3 separate regions of the Mus musculus genome follow, and regions 1 and 3 are each linked to region 2. The links are chromatin contacts, called in public Hi-C and HiChIP or PLAC-seq maps. All regions are on one chromosome and are shown on one strand. The core of a region is the stretch at or near the end of the contact, and the rest is flanking DNA. Distances in the headings are between cores, read along the strand shown. Region 1 has its middle 60 kb from the start of Gm40948. Region 2 overlaps Sema4d (sema domain, immunoglobulin domain (Ig), transmembrane domain (TM) and short cytoplasmic domain, (semaphorin) 4D). Region 3 overlaps Gm32834 (a long non-coding RNA gene).

The links. Hi-C and Micro-C count contacts between places; a contact is called where the count stands out from the background. HiChIP or PLAC-seq counts read pairs in DNA pulled down with a chosen protein or histone mark.
Region 1: an H3K4me3 HiChIP or PLAC-seq map of bone marrow-derived macrophages shows a contact between it and region 2, with 4 times the contacts expected there. The contact joins two enhancer-like sites. A contact is called at or near these places in 4 of 115 datasets of contacts at active chromatin or transcription factors (bone marrow-derived macrophages, memory CD8 T cells, microglia and 1 more) and 1 of 9 other capture datasets (liver).
Region 3: a Hi-C map of B cells shows a contact between it and region 2, with 1.7 times the contacts expected there. The contact joins two enhancer-like sites. A contact is called at or near these places in 2 of 484 Hi-C or Micro-C datasets (B cells and granulocyte-monocyte progenitors).

The regions. Positions count from the first base shown.
Region 1 is chr13:52,021,107-52,025,972 of GRCm38.p6, reverse strand. No RefSeq gene overlaps it. Among named protein-coding and RNA genes, the nearest start is that of Gm40948, 60 kb to the left of the region's middle. Within about 2 kb of position 1,477, at least 153 of the 459 cell types and tissues checked have an H3K27ac peak or open chromatin away from gene starts, as enhancers often do. A contact at or near this core is called in bone marrow-derived macrophages and microglia, where this site is marked.
Region 2 is chr13:51,740,029-51,744,578 of GRCm38.p6, reverse strand. All of the region lies in intron 2 of Sema4d (sema domain, immunoglobulin domain (Ig), transmembrane domain (TM) and short cytoplasmic domain, (semaphorin) 4D), which reads left to right. Among named protein-coding and RNA genes, the nearest start is that of Sema4d, 51 kb to the left of the region's middle. Within about 2 kb of position 1,643, at least 50 of the 459 cell types and tissues checked have an H3K27ac peak or open chromatin away from gene starts, as enhancers often do. A contact at or near this core is called in B cells, bone marrow-derived macrophages and microglia, where this site is marked.
Region 3 is chr13:51,399,855-51,404,581 of GRCm38.p6, reverse strand. All of the region lies in intron 1 of Gm32834 (a long non-coding RNA gene), which reads left to right. Among named protein-coding and RNA genes, the nearest start is that of S1pr3, 6.4 kb to the left of the region's middle. Within about 2 kb of position 3,226, at least 136 of the 459 cell types and tissues checked have an H3K27ac peak or open chromatin away from gene starts, as enhancers often do. A contact at or near this core is called in B cells, where this site is marked.

The DNA of each region.
Region 1 (4,866 bases), core at 228-2,727, 280 kb before region 2:
TCTGCAATCTCCTGAGGTTGCTTTCATGTTTTCTGTAAGATTCACATCCAGATTCTTTTAAAGGGAGAGAATTCACTCATGCTTTCAAGGTGGCCTCTGAATTATTGCTGAATACCCTCTCTGCTAACAGCTGCTGGCAGTATGATAGGATTCCTTCTCGGGGCATGCAGTAGGCAATTGCTAGCATATTGCTTCACCATGCACAAAGTCTATCCTGTGGAGATGCCCATCAACTGTCCAGCTGCCTGCTTTGCAAGTCCCTGCCATATGGCATTCCGCCCTGGGTAACTGACTCTACAGTCATACCATGTGGCCAAAGCCACTCCCCTGGACCACACTCAGTCTGGCCAGACACTCCAACAGTCACTGTGCTGGCAGGCTGTGCATCAGGTGCGTGGTCCGCAGTGATCTCAGCCTGAGCCACCCCTATGTGAGGTCCCATGCATGACAAGTGTGGCTCAGCAGTTCCCCGAGCACCAGGCCCAGGTGACGAGGCTTTTCTGTCTACCCACTAATTGCCATTTTCTCTGAGCTCTGTCTGGCCGCAACTCCAAAATTCCATTCTAACAGACTGCATCGTGTCCCCAAGCAAGGAGTCATCCCTCACTGTCTGCAGTGTTTGAGATCGGGTAACACAGACACATAGATCAAGGCTCTTCACAGTCCTCTGTAAGTGGTGAGGTCAGAGCCTGCTGCTCGGCTGCTGGTCCGTGGACCTTTGTATTGTGTGGTGTAGACAGCCACAGGTGGTGCATGGGACGAGACTCTGGGCTAGCAAATGCTCACAAGATTTTCCTTTCCTGGGTCTTCAGAAGTCTGCAAGACCCAAGGCTGACAGCACAAGCCCAAGAAACGATGGATGACTTCTTCCTGGCTGATTTCTACTTGCCTCAGAGAGCCCCACGTGGGCTGTGGGGCCGCCGGCTGTGGGGCTGCCGGCTGCGGGAACCACCCAGCAAGCATTAATCAGCGCTGCAGATTGCCCTCCAAGGACACACTGTACTACAAGGAGAGAGCTTTGAACTTCAGCTGCCACAGCTGGGGGGAACTTGATAGTGGGAAGTAATAAAGAGCCATCGGAGGGAGGTCGTTGGCTGAGGGTAGGGGTGCTCCCTGGGAGACGGAAACGGAAACGGAAGCACCGGCATCTAGCCATTTTTGTTTTGTTTGTTTTGTTTCTGCCTGCATCACCAGCTTTTTAGATGGGCAGAAAGCAGAGATCTGAGGACAGGAATCCAGGCCCAGACTATATAGTAAAGAAAGCACTCTGCTCCACAGAGGACTTTGAGCCATGACAGGCTGCTCTCTCTCGGGAAGGGGCACTCTACTCTGAGGGACACTCTACTCAGAAAGGGGCCTTCTGAGGCTGGACAGCAAGGAGGGAACTTGTGGAATTCCCAAGGTTCACCTGACTCAGCTCCTTGGAGAGGCCTCCGAGGGAACAAGTCATTGAATTGAAGCCTGTGGTCTGCTGAGCTCTTGGAGGCTTTGGGCCAGCTGGCACTCTGCATTGTGGGTGTGGCCTTCACAAAGCCATGTCTTCCTAAGTGCTAGGGCAGGGGCAAACAGCAGCAAGCCCTGCCTTCCTCTTTCCCCAAAAGTAGTCCATAAAGAGATAAGGCAAAGCAAAGGTGGGTGAAGAAGTTCTGGGGCCGAGAAGGGCAGCCCACACAGGAAGGCAGCTCTGCAGGAAGAAAGGAGACTCTAGTAGGTACGGTCATCTCCGTGATGAACTGAGAAACAAGTAATACAAGTTCCTGGCCCTAAACACCAGCAACTCACAGAAGCCTCTGGGACATCTCTGTGTATTTATTATCAATATGAACCTTTTGAACCTTGACAGACTCAAAGTAAGTCTACAAGAGCTATTTTAAAGGACACACTATGTGACCGCAACCCCTCATACAAGGTGTGTCTTCTTAGTCAGGATCCCACGACATCTGGGTCAACGAAGAACATGCCAAGGACCTAGGGAGACGGCTCAGTCAGTAAAGTCCCTACCTCACAAGCGTAAGGCTCTGGGTTTGGTGCTCAGATGCTATGTAGAAAGCAGGGCTTGGTGGTCCATGCCTATAATCCCACCACCAAGAAGGCTGAGACAGATGAGTCCCTGAGGTTCGCTGAACAACCAGATTAGCCTAACAGGGAAGTTCCAGGTCTATCAGAGATCCCTGGGAGACGGAAAGGGAAGCGCTGGCATCTAGTCCTCAAAAGTGGAGGAATGACACCCAAGGTTGACCTCTAGCCTCTGTGTGTACTCATGCATGTGTGTACACACATGCACACAAACACACACACACACACACACACCAGAGAGGCGTTGGCTTCATGGGCATTCAGCAAAGGATTTATGCTTTAAAGGTGCCTCTGTTTCAGATGCCAGTTTGGAACTCAGGGCTCCTCAGGCCACCTGCACTTGTGACAAGCTGACTGCAAGGTCAAGTTCTTACACTGTCCCCAGCCTGGTCATGACACAAAATGCAGGGAGCACCGTGCAACCCTCATAGTCTGTCATGCAGGGCACAACCCAAATGAAGTCTCAGAGTCTCAGAGCGTGTTGCAGGAAATATTAAAGAAAAGAACCTGCCAACTCTCTGGGGCTGGCCCCCACACCAGATGATCACACTCGGTCGCACTTGCATGGTCTCTTGGCCCACCAACTCTCTGGCCCTGCAAGGTCACAGGGCTTCTGCCAGGCCAGTTCTAGGATGGGTGTGTGTGTGTGTGTGTGTGCATGTTCCTCTCGCTTCCATGCATTGCCCCACACACCCCTGGTTAGCCATCTCAATACCTAATTACCCAGTAGATTTAAGACTCTTAAGCTTATAGTTAAACAATTAGATTTATGTACTAATAATATCACATTTTACAAGATACCAATACAATAATTTCAGAGCCAGTTGGTAATGCTAAAACTTGTAACTCAATTATTCTAACCTTTAGATAACACCATGTCAGCCTCCATTCTCATTCTTCTCCCTCCTCCCTCCTGGGACCTCTCTCTCTGTCTCCCCAACTTCTAGCTCCACCTCCCTTTTCCTGTCCAATCACAGGCCTGCCACCGCCCTAATGTGATTGGACAGAGAAAACCCTGCAACAAGAAAGTCTCAAATATGAACCCTCTGGGCCACTGGGATTTGTCACCTTCCTAGGTGACCAACCCAGGAAGCTAACCTAAGTGCCCTATGTCCAATTTCCCCTGGAATCTCACATGAACCCATAGTTAACTGGATCAATGGCTGTGTTGAACACATCTCTACCCACCCCACCCCCTTCTATCCTCTTGCATAATCCCCAAGGGCAGACTGAGAACCTCAATGTTCTAACTTTCAACCACCATGTTGAAAACATTCTGGCATGTCTGTTCCTTTTCTTCTCATCAGAAGCTGACCCTGCCACCGTGTTTGCGAGCCTCCAGAACCACGAGCCAATATCAGCCTTTTCACTTACAAATTACCCAACCTGGAGCATTGTTTTACAGCACCGGAACACTAAGTGACGAATAGGGAATCTACAGTTGTTCAGTTCTGATCACACACACACACACACACACATTCATAGAGACCTAATGGGAACTGAGCTGAAGGTGTAGCTTTGTGCTAGATGAGAATTCTAATCCTTTCAATAACTCATATCGAAACAGAAACTCAGATCAGCCAAACGTCTCTGGCCCTTACTTATCCATCAAATGTACTTAGGAATGTGTCACTTGGAGGTTGGTGGCACAGAGGTTACGACCTTCAGGATGGGTCAGTGACATTCTGCAGGTTCGTTGCTCAGTCTCCTCTGGGCACAACTTTTTTTTCCTGATGCAAACTGGGCACAAGTTTAAGGGAGCATTGACTCAGAAGCCAGTGACAGGCGCCTTTCCCCAGGGACCTGACCCCTTTGGAGCTTCCCATGCTCACCTCGTGCCCCCCAAACCATGATGCAATCATGGGAAACAGAGCCCTTTGCCAGTCACACAAAGGCCCCTGCTGCCAGCACCCGGTCACTGAAGCCACAGGATCTGGTTTTCCAAGAAGAGGCCAGCCAGGCAGCAGGGGCAAACACTGGGAATGGAAACAGGCAGGAGCTTGTCGGTGTTTTCACACAGGAGAGACGAGGCTGCAAGGCTTGGGGTGCCAAGCTAAACAGACACACAGGCAACCTGCTCCTGCACGCCCCCCAACACTTCAGCCCCGCCCAGGGGAGAGAGAAGAGGAACAAAATTTCCATCATTCCCTTAGCCTTGGTTCAACTTGAAGCCTCATCTGCAGAGGCATCTCAGGACAGCACAGCCTCGGGGCAAGGGAGATGTCAGACAGGGCTCCAGTGGAAGAGTGGAGAAGGGAGAAAGCGAGCGTTAATCCGCTAAGAAGCAGGGTAGTCACATCCCCACTCTCCTCTCCTAGGATCATCTTTTCCAAAACTTGGAAACAATGTAATGCAAACCCTGGGGTTGCTACTGCTGCAGAGGTCTGTGTTTGATTTCCACCACTTCCCTAAGGCAACATCAAAGCGCTGACACTGACCTTGCTATTCCCCCCAGGATAGGGTGAGCCACACACACAGTTCAGGCACACAGCCAGAGGCGATTGAAAACAGCATCTTGCCGTCTACTCCTGCCTGCCCCTTCATTCTGTGCTCCTAGAGACTCTGTCCCCCGAAGGGCATCCAGGACACTCTTCCGGCCTCACAAGTGTACCCCTCCTGCAGTCCCGGCTCTCTGGGAGCAAAGCGGCTTCGTGACAGATTGAAAGCGGCACATGAAACAGACCCTTCAAAGGGAGAGGGTGTCTCTAACGAGCTTTTGAAAGACGCAAGGCCTCACCCCACAGAAAGAAGCATGCAGTGGCCACCCAGGCTCTGCAGACGGGCTCTGCA
Region 2 (4,550 bases), core at 394-2,893:
GCTCTTGGTGTGAGTCTACTATGAGTTTAGAACTAGGCAAGCAGCCACAGGCTCTGGGCTGGCAGAACATAGAGGTCAGCAGGAACAGAGCTTAAAACTAACCATTTTCCTGGTGCTTCTGTTGGGCGCGTCCAGGAAGTGGAACCAGCCAGCTAGGAGAGGTTCTGTAAAGCTTACTGGCCTGGTTGTGTTCTCTGGGTGGCAGCGGTTTCAGGTACAGGGCTCTTAAGGTGCCAAGGACCTGGGGGACAGGCAGGAAGGTGATTCCTGGTACTCTTCTCAGAGTGTCATCGGGGCACATGCTCACAGGCTGGTCTGGCAAGCATGGATCCTGTAGACTAGTCCCAAGCCCAAAGTGATTCTGTTGCTGACCACTCTTCACCCAGGCCTCTCCCTCTGTGACTTCCCTGCCTCTCCTGGCCACCTCTGTGTCAGTTTTCTGCCTACCCACTGTTTCTGGAAGCCTCTTCCTAGTGCTTGAAGGCTTCTGTCCTAGTTACTGAGGGGCTTAGAGACCATGGCCGGAAGCACCGCTGACAGTTTACATTGTATCCAAACGTCTGCTTCAGACAAAGCAAGACAGCCTGGAGTGCTGAAGGTTTTTGAAACCTCAAAGCCCACCCCAGCAACACACCTGCTCCAACAAGGGGCAAGCATTCAAATAATGAGCCTGTGGAAGCCATTTTCATTCAGATCACCACACTTGGGCTACCACTCAGGGCTTGGAGCATCATCTCAGCTTAAATGTTTGCAGGCATTTGAGCATTGTGGTCGGGGTGATACGTGAGGTTTCAGGTCCACTTGTGTCCTGGCGCCCTGGCCAGTGAATCCTTTCCTCTGTGGATAGTCTTAGGTAGTGTGTAATCCCTTCTTTTTTCTTTTTGTGAGGCAGGGACACCTTGTAGCCTAGGCTGTCCATAACTCTTGCTCCTCCTGTCTCCAGCGCTGCAATTCCAGGTGAACACCGCCATGTATGGTTTATACAGTGCTGGCTGGGGTTGAATTCAGGACTTCATGTACACTAAGCAAGCCCCCTGCCAACAGAGCTACCTCTCCAAGACCCCATTTTTCTTTTGGTTGAGATAGGGTCTTGTTGTGTTGCCTTGACTGGACCTAGAACTCACGGCTCAAGTGGTCCTGCCGCCTCAGACCCTGAACAGCCAGGACTGAAGTGAATTGAAGATCCATTGACCTGAACGTCTCTGAAAGTGAGAGACTTGGTGGTTTTGTGTGTCCATTTGACACAAGCTAGAGTTATCACAGAGAAAGGAGCCTCTCTTGAGGAAATGCCTCCATGAGATCCAGCTGTAAGGCATTTTCTCAGTTAGTGATCAAGGGTGGGAGGGCCCATTGTGGGTGGTGCCATCCTTGGGTTCTATAAGAAAGCAAGCTGAGCAAGCCAGTAAGCAGCACCCCTCCATGGCTTTTGCACCCACTCCTGCCTCCAAGCTCCTGCCCTGTGTGAGTTCCTGTCCTGACTTCCATTGGTGATGAACCGCAATGTGGAAGTGTAAGCTGAATAAACCCTTCCCTCCCCAACTTGCTTCGTGGTCATGATGTTTTGTGCAGGAATAGAAACCCTGACTAAGACCGAGGCTGACCTAAGTCAGAGCAGTGGTGGCGGATGAAGGCAGGTGACCAGGCAGGCAGTCGGCAGTGGCTGTCAGTGCTGGAGTGATGCTTGTGGGCTTCAGTCCTTGCCTCCTTGAGAGGTCACTCCCTGGGGTTGGGGTGCAGATCTCCTGGGCCTCTGTGTCAGCACAAAAGGGCAACTCTGCTCCCCAGGTGCACATGGGTCGGTCGGACTGAGCCACTCTGCCCGGCTCTGACTGCCACAGGCTGGCTGTGTGCCACTCTGATCTCTCTGTGTGTCTTTCACTTTTCCTTTCTAGAGATAGATTTCTGGGTGAGCAGATGCTGCTGAGAGATGTAATTCCCTCGAGCCCCAAAGACAACCTCTTCCCGTCTTAAACTGGTTCAGCATGGGGGGTGGGGGCGTTCCCCAGTCATTGTAGACAAAACAAAATGTCCTCCTAAGAATTGACCTTTTTGGGTTTTTTTTTAAAAGACTTACTTTTCTGTACATGTGTGCACATGCCTGCATGTGTGTGTGCGCGCGCCTGTGTTTATTGGAACTGGGTCCCCTGTAAGATCAGCAGGCGCTTTTAGCCACTGAGCCCTCTTTTCCAGTTGGAGAGTTGGTTTTTAAGTTGCTTCCCCTTCAGTCATGTCTAGACTGTTGACATCTTGTGCATTGTTGTCATACATAGAACTTGCACCCAAGAACCACAGGACCTAGTGAGCTAGGTAAAGTCTCATTGAGTTCTAAGTGAGCTTAGAGGTTTTTTGTTTGTTTTGAAACAGGGTCTCACTGGAGAGCCTTAGCTGGCCTAGAACTCACTTTGTAGACCAACCTGGCCTCAAACTCATAGAGATTTGCCTGTCTCTGCCTCCCAAGTACTAGGGAGCTTATGGATTTTTATTGGGCCACATTTATTGCTACCTGGGACCCATGTGGATCAGCAGGTGAATTAAGCCACTCGAAGTAGTCCATTTCAATAACTTTACTACAACCCGGTGGTGGCCAGGTAATCCAGGCTCAGGTTGCTGCTGCTACACTTGGTCTAACTGTGCCTCTGGGTGTGGAGGGAGATAATGAACTTCGGAGCAGAGGCGTGAAGATGGAGGCCAGAACGGAACAGCACAGCTGTGAAGATATCAGGCAGGGGCCTAAGGTGCTAAGTGCTTGTGAGGGCACAGATCTTAAATGAGGCTGAATCTCTACGGGTGTCAGGAATGCCCTTCGGGGATACTGAGTCAGGATGCATCAGAAGAGAAGGTGCCAAGGTGAGAAGTAGCCGTGGCTACTTGATACTAAGGTCTATTGACCCCGGGGGGGGGGGGGGTGCAAATCGGATGATGCTTAAATTCTCTTTAAATTCCTAACTTCCAGAACTGAACTCAGGTCATTCCACTCATGTGCAAGTAACCACACCCAGATCAGCCTAGGGGCGTCCCGTGTGAGACCCACTTACAGCTCAAAAGCAGGAGCTGCTGCCTACCCCTTCAGGTGTGGGTCTGTATGGAGCTGCCCGGCCCAGCCTCCAGGCTTCACCCTCAGGGGTGTGATTATGGCAGAGTAGCTCTGCATTTAAGCGCTCTCCTATTGTTTTGCATTTAATACTGTATTGTGTTTGTCTGTACTTGCTGAGAACTGCTGGCATGCATGGCTTAATGCTGCCTGTGTTGCACACCTGGCTCCTGTTATTTGCTTAACCCTTCCTGATGGGCGAGCTTATGCTAGGAGATCATTTTTGCTTTGAAGCCACCTTAGAGATAAATATCTCCAAGCTGGCATCTCCTTGAACTTGAGGGATTGCATGGCATTAACTGTCAGGCCCCAGATCCCTGCTCTTCTCTGGAAGCTGCATCCAGAGGGTACACAGGCACCTTTGCTTCTTGGTGGAGGTAAGATGAAGTTGGGTACGGCTAATGGATGGACTGGGTAGGGCTGGGCAGGACTTGCCGGCTGGGGCAATGTTGCTACAAAACTTCCCCTCCTTACGAAATTCTGTGATGCACTCACTCCCTGTGCTGAAATCCCCTTCCCATGACTGAACTGTTCCCTGCGCCTGTGTCACTTGAGTTTCCCCTGTGTCATGTCACTCCCTGGCCCCTCCCCAAAGGCTGTCCAAATTATGTCTTTCCCACCTGTTTTTGGTGGAGATCAGTTTTAGTTGGCCTTGGGACAGGGAAGCCCACCATGATCAACCTACTTATGGAGAACTCAGCGTCTGTGTGGAACCCGCATACCCCCACCCACCCAGGCTTCATCTTCTTGGGTTGCTAATGTGATGCAGCATATACCGGGCCAGTAGTGGAAGGCGTAAGGACACGTGTGTGCACATGCAGCCCAGACTCAGCAGTTTCTTCGTGTGTCTTTGTGTGAGTTCATGTTCACATGTAGGTGGGCACACTTAAGTGTGCAAGTTTAGTGTGCAAGTATGGAAGCCCGAGAGGCCCATATGAGGGTCTGCTCTTGCAACATCACACGTAGGCTTTCACGTGGGCTCTATGGATTGAATGTAAGTCCTCAGGTTTGGATGGCAAGCACTTAACCCGCTGAGCTACCTCTGCGAGCCCTGACTTTCTCTGCCTTTAAACACACGTATGCCTAACAAACAGTCCTGACACCATGGGAGCCCCTGTAGTTCCAAGAATGGAGCCTCTTCATCTTGCACAGCTGCCCCCGGTCTGCATTGTTTGGGGCCTTAAGCCTGTTACTTGCACTCTCTTCTGCCTGTGGATAGGGGGAGAAGACAGAATGGGACTGGTGGATACATGTGAGGTGTCGTCTTTCATTAGGACACCTCACCACAGTCGTCAGTGTGGAAGGACCTGGAGTGTCCCAGGCCTCTGGAGTGTCCCAGGCCACCTGGGTGCTGAGCTCACTTGAGGACAAATTGTTGTCTTGAGGCAGAGATTATTTGCACCCTGGATTATCATGGTGAAAGAATGTTCTAGAATCTTGGCTTTTCCAGGTGATGCAG
Region 3 (4,727 bases), core at 1,977-4,476, 340 kb after region 2:
TGGCAGGGAGCATGGCAGCAGGCATGTCCTTGGAGAAGTCCCTGGAAGCTGCATCCTGATCTGCAGGCAGAGAGGAAGACACCGGGCTTGGCATGGGCTTTTGAAACCTCAAAGCCTATCTCCCATGATGCCCTGCTTCCAACAAGGCCACCCCTCCCCCAAGTCCTTCTAATCCTTTCAAGTAGTGCCACTCCCTGGGGACTAAAGCATTTAAAGATAGGAACCCACAGGGGCCATACTTATTCAAATGGCCAGACCCCATTTTTCCCACTTGCATTTATTGATTCATTTATGTTAATTTTGTGGGGTGTGTGTGTGTGTGTGTGTGTGTGTGTGTGTGTGAAGTGGGGTTGTGAAAAATGTGTGAACATGTGTCCTTATGCATGTAGACACTACTAGGTATCTTCCTCAATCACTCACTATCTTATTTATGGATTTTAAGATATTTTTATTAGTTCTTTGAGGAAATTTATATATTTTGGCCATATTCACCCTCTCCACTCTTCTCAGATCCATCCCCCACCTCCTTACCTCCCCCCCCAATTTCATGTTCTCTTTTAAAAATATTTAATAATCCATTCACCCTAAGTTGTGCTGTCCACAGACTTCTAGATGTGGAGCTAACCACCAGAATCTGGTTGACCTACCAGGAGCCACAGCTTTAACAAAACCGACTCTTCCTCCTTCAGAAGCCACCAACTGCCAATAGCTCCTCAGTTAGGGGCGGGACTTAGGGATCCCTTCTCACTCCTCCCTAGAATGTTAAGTTGTTTTGTGCAGGCAGCCAAAGACAGTGTGAACATTCATGGGTCCTGTCCTGGTCCGAGACACCTTGGGATCTTACTGTCTTTTCACCCCTTCTTTCTGGATGGGCACTGAGCCTTGGGAGGGTGTGGTCCAGGTGTCTCACAGGTTTGCAGCTGAACACTCCACAGACACTTACCCTCCGAATTTTGACAGGTTGTAGATTTATTTGTTAATCACCATCCATGGCACGAAGAAACATCTTAAGATGAGGCCTGAGAGCTGTGCTGGCCTATGGATAGAAAAATACAAACTCAGAGGGCAACTAGAAAAGGGAACACTAGGGAGAAGGGTTAAATGGGAAAGGTTTGGAAGAGCCAGGCAGATAAGGTGGTGGAAGGGAGGATGACTCTAACTCTAAGGATGTTTAAAAAAAAAAAAAGTCATATGGAGACCTATTTCCTAAGCCCCCCACATATGTGTATGTATATAGTTATGTACATATCCATATAAAAGAGTCTAGCTGGAGTTATCCAACACAGGGGAGATTACGCTCATTAGAAACCATTGGTTGCCAAATAACCCTGTGGTTCATTGGGTTAGAAGTATCTCTGAGACTCCCAACATAATATAGGCTTGCTCTTGGTTGCCTATCTGCCCACAAGAACTTGATGGTAAAAACCTATTGCTTAAGACACCACAAACACTGGCTGTCACAGACATGGAAGAATCAAGTTGGGCACTGATCACAAAGCTTTCTTCCTGCTACCTGGCTCTCTTAGTACTGGAAGGTTCTAGTATGCAGGGTGCAGTGTACAGGGTGTAGGGTGCCCTCTCCCTCTCTCTTTGTCTCCCCCTCTCTCTCTGTCTCTCTGTCTCTGTCTCTGTCTCTGTCTCTCTGTGTTGTCATACTTTGCTATGAACCCTATGAACCGTAATAATGCCTAGCATGGGAAAGATAGGCTCATGACATGTCTGTTTTGGGGATAACCAAACACTTCCTGCTTTGATTTTAAACCTGTTCCACAAGAGGACACACAAGCATGGTACTGCAAATCTGACAAAGAACATATGGTTAAGGAGCTCACAGGGCCCAGGGGCTGTAGCACTTGCGCGCGTGTGTGTGTGTGTGTGTGTGTGTGTGTGCATGCACGGGCAGAGACACACACAGGCAGAGACTCTCACTTAACCTATCACCTCATGCACTGGGCTAAGATAGCTGACCAGTGAAGAGTTTTAGCTGCCTCAGGTTGCAATTTAAAAAAAAAAAAAAAGTAGCCGGGTGTGGTGACGCTCGCCTTTAATCCCAGCACTCAGGAGGCAGAGGCAGGCGGATTTCTGAGTTCGAGGCCAGCCTGGTCTACAAACTGAGTTCCAGGACAGCCAGGGATATACAGAGAAACCCGGTCTCGAAAAAACAAAAACAAACAAACAAACAAACAAATAAATAAATAAATAAATGTAGGTGTGAGGATTTGAATTCAAAGCACGTTGCAGATTGAGTCATCTCCTGAATTTGCCTCCTTCTACCTCTCCCCCTCCTCCCTCCCTCTCCTCATTTTCTCTCTCCTTCTCCTTCCCCCTCTTCCTCCTCCCTCTCCCCCTCTCTCTCTTCCTTTCTCTCTCCTTCTCCTTCCCCTCCTCCCTCTTTCTCCCTCTCCCCCTTTTCTCTCTCCCTCTCCTTCCCCCTCCCCTCCTCCCTCTCCCCCTTTTCTCCCTCCCTCTCCCTCCTTCCTGTGTGTTGTGTGGGCCTGCATGCAGGTGTACAGGTATGTGCTGCTGTTTCCACAACCTCAGGTCTTTCTCATCCTCTCTCCACCTTATTTTTGAGTTCTTGATATCATTTCACCCAGGTTTTGGAGAGTCAGCTAGGCGGGGCAGGCCAGTGAGCCCCAGGACCCCATCTGTGCTCCCTTCCCCAGCACTGGGGTCTGCACTGGGGTCACCCTCACACCAGGCTTTCTGAGTGGTTTCTAGCCATTGACTTAGTTCCTTAGGCTTGCATGGGCAAGTACTTTACCAACTGAGCCGTCTCTACTTTTTATTTATTTTTTGATGATAACCACGGAGACTGGGGTGGGATGGAATCTTGCCATTTTGTTTTTCATTTCTCTGGTAACTATAGGTATTGAACATTTTAAAATATATTTGGTTGGCATCATGGGAGAAATGCTTCAAGTTGTTAGTTCAGGAAGTGCTTTCTAGATAGAATCCCAAGACCAGGAAACTATAGCCCTTTTAAGCATAAACACACTAGGAGAAAGATTCAGATTCGCTGGGGGCAGAGAAGGAACACTTGCCTCCCCCTCCCCATGAGCTGGGGTTTTGGGGGCAGCTTGGATTGCTTCAGACACCCTTTTGTGGGGGACATAGGTATCACAGTGATTTGCAAGTGAGAAAACAAGGCACAGAAAGAGGAACTCAAAAGAGCCACACACGGATGATAAATGGAAGAGTTGGCATACTGTCACATGACCATGATCTCGCTTCCGCCCTGCTTGTTCGGCTGCGGACAGCTCCTACCCAGAGATCCTACTCAGAACCAGCTATTTAACACGTGAAAGGCTCAAGTGCAAATGGGAATTTAAACTTTGCTCACCAAACAGCACCCTGGGGCATTAGCTCAAAAGAGGCAGCATCCAGGCCATGGCATCCCAGGGATACCGGGAGTCTAGCTGTGATGACTGTAAAGTAACCTTAGGACTTTGCGGGGGCGGGGTGGGGTGGGGTGTGGGGTGGGGGGAATCGTTAACTTCTCTGACCCAGGGAGTGGGGCTTTCAGCTGGAACAGAGCCTTCAGACTTTCAGAAGCAGGTTGGCAGCAGACAGAGAACCGAAAACTTAGCCGGGGCTTGCGCGCATGCGCGTGTTTCCAATGACGCTAACTGGAAGACCCTGCTTTGGGTGTGGGTGGCCTGGATTCCCACCTCCACCCCACCCCCACCCCATACACACACAACAACTTCGTTTTGGCTAGGAAAGTGTCTGCAGAGCTTGCATGTGAATATCACAGCCAGTCAGAGCACCACACTTCAGCAACCTGGGGGCGGGGGGCTCTCTGTCAAATTACTCCTCTCAAAGTGTCTTTGTGGATGCCACGCCTGGGAAATCATGGTGGGAGCTGCCTGACGCGGGGCGCTTCATTTCCAGACAGTTCCCAGAGGAGGTAAACTGCGTCATTCAACAGAAATGCCCGGTAGTGTGCCGGGCACTGAGCAACTGAAGGTGGATTGGTTGGTCAGGAGCAAACCTGCCTGCCTCCTGCTGGAACTAGTTTGGTGCGCGCTCCCACTGTGCCCTTGGGCTTCTGAACAAGTGTCTGCAATGTTCTGGAATAAGCTTGCTTCTTCTCCGTCACCAAATGGTTTGGTTAAGGGTGGTGGTGGGACGCGGAGGGTGGAGATGAATTGAGAAGCAGTTGTCGATTTCCTCCTTCTTCCAAACATCAAAGGCAGCGGTGGATGACAAACTGAAGGACAGAGGGTTTGATGATGCAAGAGGAGCCAGCAGCAACCAAGGCCAGCCTCTTGCGGGTGTGGGCAGGGCCTTCTTTACAATGAGTTCACACACACACACACACACACACACACACAGAGAGAGAGAGAGAGAGAGAGAGAGAGAGAGAGAGAGAGAGAGAGAGAGAGACTGCTCTTTCAGAACAGCCCTAGGAGGTTAGCTTCAGACTAAGACAGGAGACAGAGAGTCCTTGATTTTGCCAAGGTTGCACAGCTGGGGAGAAACCCAGCTATGGCTTCACCTTGGCCCTTGTTAGGACTCCTTCCTAGTCCGGTTGCAGTCTCCTGGATCTATTTTGATTACACTGGGAAATTGTGGTATCTTCGGAAGAGGTGGGCTGACCATTCTCCATGGATGACCAACACCTGGTGTGGTGATTAAGGTCATCAAGTTGACTGGATTTAGACCCACCTTCCGATGTGTCTGTGAGGGATTTTCTAAACTGGGCTACTTGAAGTGGGGAAACC